3 separate regions of the Mus musculus genome follow, and all the other regions are linked to region 3. Evidence: chromatin contacts called from public HiChIP or PLAC-seq and promoter capture Hi-C data. All regions are on one chromosome and are shown on one strand. The core of a region is the stretch at or near the end of the contact, and the rest is flanking DNA. Distances in the headings are between cores, read along the strand shown. Region 1 holds the start of Nfatc2 (nuclear factor of activated T cells, cytoplasmic, calcineurin dependent 2). Region 2 holds the start of Zfp64 (zinc finger protein 64). Region 3 holds the start of Sall4 (spalt like transcription factor 4).

The links. HiChIP or PLAC-seq counts read pairs in DNA pulled down with a chosen protein or histone mark. Capture Hi-C pulls out chosen DNA fragments and counts their contacts.
Region 1: a promoter capture Hi-C map of pancreatic islet shows a contact between it and region 3. The contact joins the promoter of Nfatc2 here to the promoter of Sall4 in region 3. A contact is called at or near these places in 4 of 39 promoter capture datasets (embryonic stem cells, hippocampal neurons, liver and 1 more) and 1 of 9 other capture datasets (pancreatic islet).
Region 2: an H3K4me3 HiChIP or PLAC-seq map of embryonic stem cells shows a contact between it and region 3, with 31 read pairs. The contact joins the promoter of Zfp64 here to the promoter of Sall4 in region 3. A contact is called at or near these places in 3 of 39 promoter capture datasets (embryonic stem cells, hippocampal neurons and stem cell-derived epiblast-like cells), 5 of 484 Hi-C or Micro-C datasets (all in embryonic stem cells), 6 of 115 datasets of contacts at active chromatin or transcription factors (embryonic stem cells, extraembryonic endoderm stem cells and stem cell-derived neural progenitor cells) and 3 of 9 other capture datasets (adipose tissue, embryonic stem cells and pancreatic islet).

Annotation. Positions count from the first base shown.
Region 1 is chr2:168,587,776-168,592,170 of GRCm38.p6, forward strand. It overlaps Nfatc2 (nuclear factor of activated T cells, cytoplasmic, calcineurin dependent 2), which reads right to left and starts at 2,590. Exons shown (of 11, transcript NM_001136073.2): 1 at 2,287-2,590. The coding sequence starts at 2,416.
Region 2 is chr2:168,954,034-168,958,232 of GRCm38.p6, forward strand. It overlaps Zfp64 (zinc finger protein 64), which reads right to left and starts at 1,554. Exons shown (of 6, transcript NM_009564.2): 1 at 1,086-1,554. The coding sequence starts at 1,131. Gm39993 (a long non-coding RNA gene) reads left to right here and starts at 2,050. Exons shown (of 2, transcript XR_867023.3): 1 at 2,050-2,613; 2 at 3,705-4,199.
Region 3 is chr2:168,764,404-168,768,900 of GRCm38.p6, forward strand. Sall4 (spalt like transcription factor 4) reads right to left here and starts at 2,798. Exons shown (of 4, transcript NM_175303.4): 1 at 2,509-2,798. The coding sequence starts at 2,626. It overlaps Gm14261 (predicted gene 14261), which reads left to right and starts at 1,740. Exons shown (of 2, transcript NR_166178.1): 1 at 1,740-1,841; 2 at 2,379-3,707.

The DNA of each region.
Region 1 (4,395 bases), core at 1,340-3,839, 180 kb before region 3:
ACTTTTCATATAGCATCTGTCTCACTGTTGACCCTTTTTCTGCTGTGGATTTGTGCCAGGCTCCTGCCCAGCTAATTTAAGGCTCATCACCAGGATGCTATCATCCCAGACGAAGGCCTAGTACCAAGATAAAGATCAGATCCGCTCTCGGGGAGTCCTGCCATGAAGACACAGAGAAGGGTGACCTCCAGAGCTGAAGCACGTCACATCTGCCTCCCAGGGCTCTGAAGTCCCTTCTGAGCAGCTTGACAACACCCACGCTTCCCCAACAGATTCCCAGAGCGTCACTAGCCGCACCTGAGCAAGGGTCTCACCTGGTGACTTTCCTAAGAACACAACTTGGAAGAGGGTTGCCAGGGAGAAGAAACTCACGTCCCCTGAGGGAAAGGTCAGGTCAACAGCTGTGAATCAGGCTGACAGCAGGACAGGAGAAGGGAATGGCCCCACATGCTGTGATCTTCCGAACATCTCTAGCCCTAATCTAACCATGAGGAACACATCACAGAAATAAAATAAAGCAGGGGTGGCACAGGCCTGTGACCCCAACTCTGAGGATGCAGTGGCAGGAAGCTGTCTAGTTCCAGGCCAGCCTGAGCTATGTGATACCCTGTCACAGAAATAAATTAAATAGGCTATATATAAGGTATTTATAGCACCTATTTCTAACACAGTGCTTCAAGGCTATCACACACACACACATACACACACACACACACACACACACACACACACTCACTGAAAAAGCATGGGCTTTTCTCAATGACAAAGTATCAGTATCAAACCGATACACCATGCTGATGTATGCCTTGCGGGAAGGGGTCTTGGATATCTGGGAACTCTGTGTTACTATCTCAGTGCTTCTACAAACGGAAAACTGGAACCCCCAAATAAAGTATATTATTAAAAACACAACAATAACACAGGGTACCAGGCTTTCCCATGGTCATTAAGCCACCCATCTGCTGGCCACGGAGCTCTGCTTGCCAAGAAAAACTATAAAAAGCACCTCCCACCAGATTTGGCTTGGAAACTATTTCCCCGGAAATCCTCACCCTCCACCCTCACCTAGAGAGAGAGAGAGAGAGAGAGAGAGAGAGAGAGAGAGAGCCTGAGAGAGGAGTGTGAATTCCCTGCCAGCTAGATAGGACTTTAATCTTAATGAATACACAGCCCACTGATGTGTGTGAATGGCTCACAGATTGCTAACTGTGTCTTTTCAAGGGAAACCTGTCCCTAGAACGGACCTCTAAAAAACATGAACACTGGCTCTTTGACTATTATTATCATCTCTAGCTGAAACGTAAAAATCGTCACTAAAGCAAGTCCCTCCCCAAAGGTTGTCCGTGAGGACCCTGCTGGAAGAAAGGGTTAATGCCACCAGGACTCTGCAACTCCCCAGCCTGGCATCAAAACCCTTCCTACGCACCAGGCACCAGATGCCCGCAAGCCCGCAGCCACTGAGGCATCTGGAAGCTGCCAGCAGGCTTGCCCCTGAGCCTGCCGCAGGCAAGGGCTGGGCTGTCAAAATCAGGAAACCTGGTTAGGTTTTCTTGTTTGCTCCCAGGCAACAAGTTTTCTAACCAGAAAATGCAATGTGAAGCTGGGCATAAAGCCTGCTACCGCCTCTGACAGATGCTGTTAAATGCTGGAGTGACAGAGGCGTTGCCCAGCCCCCAGCAATAGGGGGCCAGACTAAACTTCAGCAGAAATAGCCGGTCCTCCTCTCCCAGGTGCCCCATCCATGAGAGCATGGGTGAGGGGCTGGTGAAAGCTCACTTAGTAACCTGGTCCACCTGCAACGACTGGTAAACTCGGAGAGGAAATGGGCCAGCCTCCTGGCACCAGAGGCAAACCACCCTCAAGCATGAGACAGAGCCTCTTCCTTAGTTTCAACACAAAGTCCCCAACAACCGGCTCCCAGGATGCCGCAGGCTCACTGTCTCACAGCCTCAGGGGTAAGACTGTCAGGCTCAGCTGCAGCCTCTCTGACATCCTTGGGCACACGCCCCTCTACCTCTACCGAAGCCACTCTCAGAAAGCAAAAACATCTCCTCTACAGCCTCTGGGCTGAACTAGGGAGCTAACCATCCTTTGTTATACTGACAGTGACCCTCAACCTCCTGGAAATCTCCCCCCTCCCCCATGGTGTGGCCACTCTGGCTCCCCTCCCTGTCACTAGGGCAGGAGCAACCCCTGCTGCAGGCTCCAGGAGGAAGCCCTGCATCGGGTCCCTAGGCCCTGTCCCCGCCAGGGCTCTAGGACTAAGCTTGGGGAGCCTCTACCGACCTTCGATAGGGTTCAGATAGTCATAATCGAAGAGGATGGAAAAGTCCAGCTCGTCTTGGGGACTGCCCCCGGGCTCGTGGCCGGGGCCGTCCCCGCCATCGGGGTCGGGCTGCGGCTCCGGGACGTCCATGGCTCGGGGCGTTCGGGATGCGGGTTCGTATAGAGTCGCGGGGCGCAGAGCAGGGGTCACCGTATCTGTGGCGCACGGTGAGGCCGAGGATGGCTCACGGCGCAGTGGGTCCTGGACGCGTCCGGGGAGCGGGTGGCGGCGCGAGCTTCCTGCTCAAGGCACCTGTTGCAGCCTGGAGGGGGCGGGGACGGCGGTGGCTGGTGGGGCGGGGCGCCGCCCGGACGGGGAGGGGCACCGCCCGGTCTGGCCTGAGCGACAGGCCCAGACAACTTCTGCTTCACCTGCTGCTGTCTGACCCAGGGTCCGGTCAGAAGCTGTTGCCTGCGAGCTCTACCTTAGGGACCACTCGCTGAGCCTTTCCCGATTCCTAGGAGAGGGGCGCCCTGTCTTCTTGGGGATGCCCACAGCTATGGCTCATGCCAAAGTGTCTGTCTCTGATTTGCAAGCTCTAAACTCAATTGACCAGGCCTGGGCCACCTACCACGTGCCACCCAGCATATAGCAGCCACTGTGGGCCGGTTGGGACAAATTAGGGATAAAGATCATCACCCCTTTTGATAACCAGGAGAGAAACCAGCAGAAGCTGCGAAGGCTTTGGCGCCAGAGGGAAGTGACACGCGAAGTTTGATTCATGATGATCTGGGGACCCTGTCCTGGTAGTGAGAACAGGAAGTGGTCTGGTGTGTGGGAGGCAGGGCTGACAGGTAACCTGTACTTCCGGCTGACGGAAGATGTAGATTACCAGGCTCCTCCTCGGGTCTCTCAGTTCCTAGTCTGGATTCAAACCCAATATTATGGAATTTTGATCAAGCCCCTAAGGCAGAGGTTTGGGGTGACTGCTGAAGAACCCAGGGCCACCCTCCAAAGAGACTCCCAGTTAACAACTTCTCAGAGCAAGAAACAAGGTAGCAAAGCGGAGATGGGCAGTGCTCCCTGATAACCCCCACCCCCACCCCAGCATGATAACAGTCACCAAAACAGCTTTTAAAAGCCAGGCTCCGCTGCAACTGCAACCTCAAGAGAGGAGGTGATAAGACCAAAGATCAGAAGTCTAGGTGGGTGGAGCCCTCTGGTCCTGGTCACCCAAGCTTGGTGACAATGACTGCACTCCTGCCTGGCAAGCATTCTTCAGGGGGAGCCACTTCTCCACTGAGGAGGTGTATCTCAAGCCATCCATCACTGAGATGGGTGTGGTTGGTTAGGCAAACTGATAGTCCCAGTACCAGAGAGGCAAAGACAATAGGATTGCCTCATTTGAGGTCAGCCTGGGCTACAGAGGGAGAGAACTAGTCTTGCCACCAAAACCAAACCACTCTCATCTTTCTTTTCGGAAATCTTTGCTGAGTAACTGCTGCAGATGCTGAGATGCGGGCTACTGCAAGGCTATCCTGCTACCCTGGTCACAGGACACAGATGTAAAGAGCTGTGAGCAGGCTTTTCTAAACTCCCCAACACACTACAATCCAGTGGAGCCTGGTTAAAAGCTCCAGGTTCCAGGCTTACAGAGTACCTTCTGGCTGTCAGGGCATAAAGGAGAATTGTAGTGGGAGCATCCAAATGTCTTAGGGGTGGGGACTCCAGCCAAGACCTTGATCTCTAGAAGGAAATGCATCTTCTCCCCAGGTCCTTATGACAGGGACCCAAGGTTGGACTCTGAAATTTGGCCAAGGAAACACAAGAGAAGCACTACAGTAGAAATGAGCGAGCTCTTGAATCCTCTGCCACCCCCACTCATCCCTTGCTAACCTTCTGCTCTAGTGGTCCTCAACCTCCCTAACGCTGCAACCAACCCCCTAATACAGTTCCTCATGCTATGGTGACCTCCCAACCATGAAGTTATTTTTGTTGCTACTTCATGCTGAAATGTTGCTACTGTTGTGAATCATAATGTAAACACCTGTGTTTTCCAATGGTCTTTAGGTGACCCTGGAGAAAGGGTCTTTTGACATACCCGAAGGGGTCAGTCATGACCCACAGGT
Region 2 (4,199 bases), core at 304-2,803, 190 kb after region 3:
CAGCACCCTGAAACTGTCACAGTCAACAGGCACTTTACCCAAGGCTTTCTCATCTGCAAAATGGGGACAAGACAGATGATCTCTTCCTGAGCCAGCCTGCTCTATAGAGTGAGTTCCAGGACAGCCAGGGCTTCGCAGAGAAACCCTGTCGAATAACCAAAAAACAAAACCAAACAACAACAACAACAACAAAACAAAGACAGATCTCTCCTTAGGATCCTTATAGATAAATTCTCTGATGTGGGGACTGATTTCCCATTCCAGAGTAAGTCATCTGGTGGGGTCGTCCCTCTTTAAAACACAACCCGAAGTCCACAGCACTGGAAGACACTGAGACACATGGGGTGGGTGGGGACTGGGTTTAGAGTTCAGAGGACACTCAGGCAAGTTTGGGGAGCCAATGGCTATAATATCTGCAGTTAGCAAAGTGACTCAGGTGTTTGCGAACCTTGTCCACAGCTTTTCAAACATCTGAGGCTCCAGGCACAAGGAAAGACCTGGGATTCCGGCCCCACCCTCCCTCGGAGACCTGCAGGGGATGGACCAAGCAGCCTGTTTTGAACACATGCGCTCCAGGTGGCCGGTCCACGGTTCAGTCCGTGGCCCGTACTTTGGGGAACAAAGGCACATGGAGATAGCAATAGCTTATAGGATGTCAGGAAAATAGCAGAACCTCAAACTCACTGCAAGTCACCCCCAGCCAGGTCTTTCACACCCATATCATCCCCTACCCTGAGTGCCAGGATGGCTCTGCAAACCTGTCCGCGAGCCCCTCAGGGATGCTCCAACCTGAGCCACTGAAGCAGAAGTTTCCCTACCAGTTGGCCTGGATCACCCCACTTTCTCCTCTCCTCTGCGCCCCAAACTCCACCCGGCGGGGCAGGGGAGGTGGTGACAGTCTCCTCGCCGCGTGGCCTCCCCTGGTCTTGCCTCCCCTGGGGTACTGCAAGAGTTCCAGGCGGCTCCCGACCTGACACGCCGACTGGGCTGGCGGGGACAGGCATGCAAGGTGCGCCGTCACCCCGATCCCGGGGCCTGCTGGCTCTGTCCGGGCCAGGCCCCAGCTGCGTCTGTTCAGTACTTACTTTGCATCGATCCAGAAAAGGTGTCTCCTTCCACGCTCGCGTTCATGGCCCCAGACCTTGGGGCGCCGCTCCCGGAGCCCCACGGCTCGCTCTACATTATGCAAAGACTTTTCTCCTGCATATTTCCCGCACCAGCCAGTCTTCTCCCAACTCTGTGAGGCGGGGACGGATGTACAACCAGCGCCACTTCCGCTGCCTAGAGGGCGCTGGCCCCTTGCACCCAGCCCGACTCCCAGGCGGTGCTCTCCCGAGGAACCGGGAAAGGTCGTGGAGTCTAAGACCCGAGTACACCGATCCCTCCACCCTATCCCAGGCATGCCAGGGACTCTGTGGTCGCCTTGCGCCTTTGCATCTTGCCCTCCTGGAGACGCTCATTCCTTCGCAGATGCCAGGAGGATGCGCTGCCGGCCTGGGAGAGTGGAGCCCCAAATCCCGGGGTGCTCCCCTAGGGCAGATCCGGCAGCGTAACACCGGGGCGGGGCCTTTGCCCTGCTGCTGGGTTGAGCCGGTGAGATGGCTCAGCAGGGGTAGGGCACACGTCACCAAGCCTGGTTTCCTGCCAGCCAGCTCACATGGTGGAAACAGACTCAAGCATCTGCATGTACAATATAAGTAACTTAAAAAAAAAAAAAAAAGAGATTAGTGTGTAGTAGATGGGAGAATTCATTGGGGCTCTGCTCCACGGGGGCTTCAGTATTTCACGCAGCATGGAGGGTTTGTTAGAATTGCTTGGGGATGGTGAACTGGAAAGAAGGCATAGTGGCTAAGAGTCTGTGCTGCTCTTGCAACGAATCCCAGCGCCCACATTAGGTGACTCACAACTATTTGCAACTCTTCCCCGAGAATCCTGCACTGAAGAACTGACCTTAGCTCTAACCTTGAGCTTACCCAGAAGGTTCCACAGCCCCTTTTTATTTCCTGTTATGATCTAAGCCACAAAGTCACTCCAAGGGTCAGACTCTGAGAGGTTTATTGGGGAGGGGCTTAGAGTGGCTGCCTCTGGGAAGGGTGGAGGTGAGCAAGGGCGTTGATCAAAAAGAGGCGGGAAGAAAGTCCGCCTTTTAGGGACTATAGCACATGCGCAGGGGAGGAATGTGGCTCAACTTGGCTCCTACTGATGACGTAATTGCCGTCTCAGGGTCCCTGGGTAGGTTGTGGAAGATGTCTAGTAACTACCATCCCTCCCTTTCGTTCAATATAAAAGAGGAGGAACTAAGAAGGGGTGATGTTGAGGCCGGAGAGCAATTTGGACTATTTCCTGTTGTCCGGGGTTGTCGCATGTTCGGGCATTGCTGATCCTCACCATCAGGGCACACTCCGTAACCATGAGACTCAGGCTTTGTGGCTAGCAGCCCGTAGTCCCGTAACAGTAAATTAGTTGTTTGATTAGAGAGTTTTTTGAGTTTGTTGTTGAAGAAATGCCAGAGGAGAAGAAATTGATAAAAGAGGGTTCGATGACAGCCAGGAGGGGCAAGATTTGAACTGCCCTTTCATCATGTCTGGCAGCTATTGCGTGCAACAGGAATTGGTAAGAGCTCTTCTCCGTGTGTCACCCCCAACTTGGGGAAGAGAAATATTAGCATGCAAACTCCTGACCAACTAGGGTGGTAGGCCAGAGTGCCACAAAGAATCGAGGGGATATGAACGGGCAGGCACTGGGGCTGAGATGAGGTAGCAAGGTTACGGTTTTGTTGCAGTCTAGGGAACGTGTCCCAGGTGCCATAAGACAGTTTGTCACACCAAAGAGGATGATATGAAAAAAGGGAGTCAGAGTGACCCCAGGCTCAGTGAATTTGGTGAATGGGGAGGGAGGGTTATTTGACAGGGTCACAGGAGAAGCTATAAGAGGCAGTTGTGAGCTAGTCCCAGGAGGCCGTCTCCACAGCCAGCCATCTCCAAAGCTGCCACATTGGGTGACATTAAGGAGTCAGTAGGCTGAGGCCAGATCTGAAGCAGGAGACAGGTTTGTATTATTTAGGAGAGGGCACATCAAAGATGTCAAACACACCTTGGAGGAGTGTTTAATTACCTCCTTCACCTATCTCCAGAGGTTGGGTACTCAGTCGGGATGTATTTTCTCTGATATTAATTGTGCTCACTGGGTGTCTGGGGTTGAAGCGATGGTAGTTTACCAGCGATGTGCATTTCCTACCTGGGATTCTCTGGGTCCCGGATTTAGAGGCAGATGGCCCCCCCCATCTTGTAGGTGGCTGAGGGAATCAGGATGAGCTTGTATATATGATGAATAGTATGGGTGGCCTCCATATCTGCCTGGCCACTCTTTACAATAACTTTTTTTTTGGCCTGGCCATAGAGGGAGCAGACAAAAACATCATTAAAATGAAGGAGAAGGTGGATATGGGGGTGATGGGAATTCTAACTGGCTCCTGAGAGCCTGCTATGAAACAATTTCCTGACCCTATTTGGAGGGACTTTGCTATAAGTGAGGGTGTCTTGAGTCTGAATCTCCATATGTCAGAGTTCCAATGGAGGGAGTGGGATAGGGAGGGTATGGATGAAAGACGGAGTCAGAACCGGTACATGAGCTCAGAGGTCATTTTGAATGCTCAGTCCCCAGTTTGACCCTTCCCCTACCCACTAGTGCTTTTATTTTGGGAGATTGGAACTCCTGAAAAATGAGGCCTAGCTGGAAAAGAGACCACTGGGGACAGACCTCTCTGATGCTACAACACAGCCCAAGCTCCCATAGTTGGTGCCATGAAGAGAGCTTCACAGAGCTGACCTGCCTTCTCCACCACAGTGGGCTAAACCATTGGAAATCCCGAGCCAGGAGCAATCCTGGTCCTCAAGTTGCTTCTGTCTGTCATTCTGCCACAGCAATGAGAAAATCAGCAATAACTGAAGCAGCAAGCCTTTGTTCTGCGGAAGCTCGTTTCACTTCTCGTAAAGAGCAAAACTGCCTCGGGACAGCGTCGGAGCACTGGAGATCCCATTTAACGTTGATGGCAGCTCTTGTTCTTATTTTTAATTAATTATGTGTATGGGTGTTTTGTTTGCATGCATATCTGTGTACCTCATGTGTGCCCAGAGATGCCCAGAAGAGGGAGTCAGCATCAAAGCCCCTGGCTAACATGTCTCAGCAGTTAAAAATAT
Region 3 (4,497 bases), core at 1,548-4,047:
CCCGGTCCCCTACTTAAACTGAAATCCCCTTAATCCCCATCACCAATGACAAAGTATCGTTTACTGGCAGTGGAGAACCTCCGAGGGTTAGGGAGCACATTTTACATGCAATTAAATGAATAAAAAAGAAGCCCCCTCCCCCTTTTGGGGGAAGACTGAATTAGCTTGAAACCTTAACTAAGCCAGGCACAGGCAGGTCGATGAAGGATGGCGAGGAGCGCTAAATTACTAAAAACCTGGGAATCGTAATAGCTGAAGGTTGTAATCCAGTTTAGCACAAAGGGCATTTGGAACCCTTTTGAGAAAATGCTAATTTTCCTTTAAGTACTGTAAGCCCCTTCTCCTTGACCACCTGCGGATTTTTTGATCTGCTAATTATTGCCCGGATTTCATTTGCCTTGCTCAAAAAAAAAAAAAAAAAAACCTGCATTCTCCTACAGACCGACCAAGAGGGATCCAAAAGCTTCCAAAAGATTTATCTAAACTAAGGGTGATCCCAAAATGCAGGCATTAAAGAAATTTTAAAACAAAAACAAAAAACCTCTTCCCAAAACCACAATCGAGGTCCCCCTACAAACACATTTTAAGAACTCTTGGAGAAGATTCCCAAACACTGATGTTGATGCAGAAGATGGGGACCCCACAGAGATCACGCGTGTGCGGGTCTCCGGCCTAGCTAACCTCACTCACCAGGTGTGTGTCGCAGTCCGCACATGGCCGGTCTCCAGAGGGCGCCCGCACGCCAGAGGCCGGGCTCCGACCGCGAGTGATCCGCAGAAAACTCGCTTCCCAAGGCTGGGTGGCAGCGCGCGCCCAGCGGCCTCAGGGTGCAGCCAGGTTAACTACGACTCCAGCCAGCGGAGATTTCGGAAGCCCTTCTATAGCAAGCCACCTCTCCATGCCGCCCACCCCCAGAGTCCCCACCACCAGCTAAATAGGAGAAAAAAACAAAACAAAAAACACTAGTATGCGCTCACCCCAAATGGAGGGGGAAGGGAGGTCATCGCAGGACCAGGGGAGGGGTCAGGGCCGAGAGCTCGCCCCTCCTCTCCAGAGGAAGCAGGCGGGCTGAGGGTTAACCCTTTTGTTCCAGGTGGACCAAGCGACCCAGCCTCTCCATGATCTGCACCCCCACCCCTAGCTCCCCGGGCCAAGGCACAAAGAGTCCATCCCAGCTGCCCGGCCCTATGATGTGGGATGCTCCAACGCCCCAAAACTCACATCCGCCCCCTCGAACAAGCAATGACCTTCCAGTTGCCCTGGGGGGCAGGGGGGGGGGATACAATGAGGTAGAAGGTCACTGAACTTTGATAAACTCGTTAAGTTTGGGAAAAGTAGGATCCCACTCCGGGGAAAACAGGAGCGCCCAAGCAGAGCGCGCAGAGTCCGCACACCGCCCACCATCCGCGGAGAGCTGGAATCGAGCGGGAGGCCCAGGGGGACTCCCTCCTCCCAACGTTCCCGGTTTCTTCGGCGACAGCACGGCGGGCAGGGACGAGGGGCTCGCCCGCAGCTCCCGGCCGCGCTGAGGTCCTGAACTCCGTGGAGGCTCAGGCCGGGTCAGCCGCAACCCGACCTCTCCCCTTTCACCTCCCGGGCGTGTGCTGAGCAGTGCCGCCCGGGGGATCCGTGCAAAAAAATAAATAAAGGAGCGGGGGTGCGCCCCAGAGGGGGTGACCATGCACCCGCTGCCCGGGCCCCGGCCCGCACCCTCCCGCTGGCCGCGGTTATTTTTAGATAGTCGGAAATCAAAGATGGCTGGAGGTCAGGCCCCGAAAGGTTAGGGCGAGGACCGGCAGCAGGCGCCGTAGCCCCCGGGAAAGGCGGAAAGAAAAAAAAAGGTAAACAAAATATCTAAAATTACAAAAAAATAAAAGTTCCCTTCCTCCGAAAGGGAACTAAGCCCAACAGCCTCCCCCGCCCTCTGCGCTGTGCGGGTGGCCCGTACCCCGGCCTGGGGGTGGGGAGAGGTCGCGCCCCCTCCCCCCACTCGGCCTGGGAGGGGCGCGTGCAACAGATCGCCCTCCTCGGGGGGTCCCCCAGAGGTGCGCCCCTCCCCCAGGGGCCCCCAAGAGGGTAGTAGAGAGGGTGGGGAGACTTGGGGGTCTCTTTCTTTTAAAAGCGGCGCCACTAGAGAGGGGGTGAAGGAAGCCCAAGTTACCGGCGTAGGTGGGTGCTTATGTATCCAAAGGAGGGAAACCAATTATGGGACTGTGGACGAGGAGAGAGAAGTTGGAGGGAGAGGCAGAATGTGGAATCAACTTTACAATAAGAGGGAGAAAACTAGGGGGATTTGCAAAGGGGTGGGCGGGTTGAGGCTCCCTCCGAGGTGGGGGATTGAGGCTCCCTCCCTCCGCATCTCTCCTTTCCTGGAACAGAGTCCGGAATCCCCATTCCAGAATCGGCTCCCGGAACCCGCGCCCTCGAGGGACGCGCGGCAGTGCTAGGAGCGCCCTCCCGGGACGCACGGACAGTCGGGCGCACGGACGTGGCCGCAGCCGCACTCACCGGGTTCCTCCGCCGCCAGCGCCTCGGCGAGGTCGGGGCTCGGTAGCTGCTGAGGCTGCTCGCCCTGGCCCTCCTCCCAGTTGATGTGCTGGGGCTTCGCCTGCTTGCGCCTCGACATGGTGCGCGCATTGGGGCGCCGGGAAGAGCCCTGGTGACTTGCCCCCTCTCCGCCACCAATTCCTGGAGTTGGGAAATTTTAGCCCCCTTCGGCCGAAACGCGCATGTCCCAGTAATTATTATTATCAATAATGCATTGCGATTTATCATGAGCTCTGACAGCTGATTGGCCTGGGTCCAAGACCTCAGAGATCATTTAAATAAGCCCTCATTGATCAGGGAGGGGAGAGGCATGCTGGGCCTTGTAGTCCGGCCCTACATGTGACAAAGGCGTGTTCATCTAGGAAGCATAGCTAATTAGCATCCGGGCTCAGATTGGCCGAGGCGTGGATCGACTTGGAGGTGGGGGGAATCATCCTTGCGGCCACTATCCGAATTCTGAGACGGAAAAAGGAAAATTGGTTTATTGAAAATCAGGGCTGGACATGAAAGTTCTAGAACCGATGTATCTCGGTTACGCGCTCCACAAAATTATTGTAGTAATTGGCGTAGTTGATAACTACCAGCTGAGAAAGGTCTTTCCGCTCACAGAAAAATAAGTCGGTTCAACTTTTCCCTCTAAAATCAAACCTGAACAAGAGACTCGAGTCCCTTTTCAATTTTCTTTTTACGGAAATGTTAAAACTGCGTTTTGAAGTGGCCGGTGGTACCTTCTGTCCATCCCACCTCCCCATCTTACCTAATTTCAAGCTCTTCCGAACCCACCAGGGTTTGCATCCTTAAAATGCTGAGTAATACTCGCGGGATTCATATTCACGAGCCAGGATTTGTTGTAAACTTCCTGGATTTTCGGAAGCACTTCTAAACCACTGTCTGCTAACTGTAGAAAGGGCAGATGAAAAGCAAACTTGCTAGAAAACAATTCCAGAATAGCAAGTGGTTGCAGATTCTATCCCTAAAGCTGTTCAGGGCTCCCAAAAGGTACGAGGGTGTTTGTACTTAACTGCTTTCTAGAACACTGCAATACAGAACTGACTTACAGAAAAGCCACTTCCTCCTGAAGTTGTGTGGTCCTGATTCGGGAATGCCTAGAATTTCCTAAAAGGGTGTGTATGGATATAAAAATTTATTTCTCAAATCTACCTAAGTTTAATTGGCTAACTTCCTTGCAACAGTGTCTGAGCTCAGTGTTGAAGAAGTTCAACTAACTGGCCAGCCCCCTCTGTGGCCTTCCCATGGGACCTGTGGACAGCTAGATCCTTATTTGACTTTGCCTTCATTATGAGAGACTGGGCAGACATCAGCCTCTCCTCCATCTTTCTGCTTTGCATTTTCTTGATTAGCTATTTGTCGTTTCCTGCTTCTGAGAGGCTGGTGAGGAAGGAAGCGGGAAACAGGAGCCTGACCTCATGAGCATGCTCACCTGTGCCTGTGGACAACCCAGAGCTGAATAAGTCAGCTGGACCACAGGTTTGATATGCGTAGCTAGCACTGAGCCCTTACAGAAATGCCTGCTTTCCAGTTCTGGTCTTTCTTCTGCAACGTAGCTTGAATTACTTCGAGCGCAACATCTAAAAGAAATAGGACAGCCCCTCCTGCCAGCCAGGGTGGCGGCGTGGTGGCCTTGGCGGGGAAGAATCTGTTTTCATGCTGCATAAAAGCACTTGAAGATTCTGATACCGAGTCAGAAGGCAAATTAACACCTGCCTTCTCGCTGACTAATCTACCAATATTCTCCACACCTTTCTGGGAAAGGAGCAGAGCAGGCGCTATAACTCACAAATCTGAAGGAATGTACAGTTTACAACTCAAGAAAGATGAGCCCTTTAAGGGAAGCATTGTGTAATATGGTTCTGTTCCTTTATCTAAGTTAGTGATAGTTAGGGCATAGCAGCTCTATCTGCCCTGGAATGAGGTGGGGACCCTTCGGCC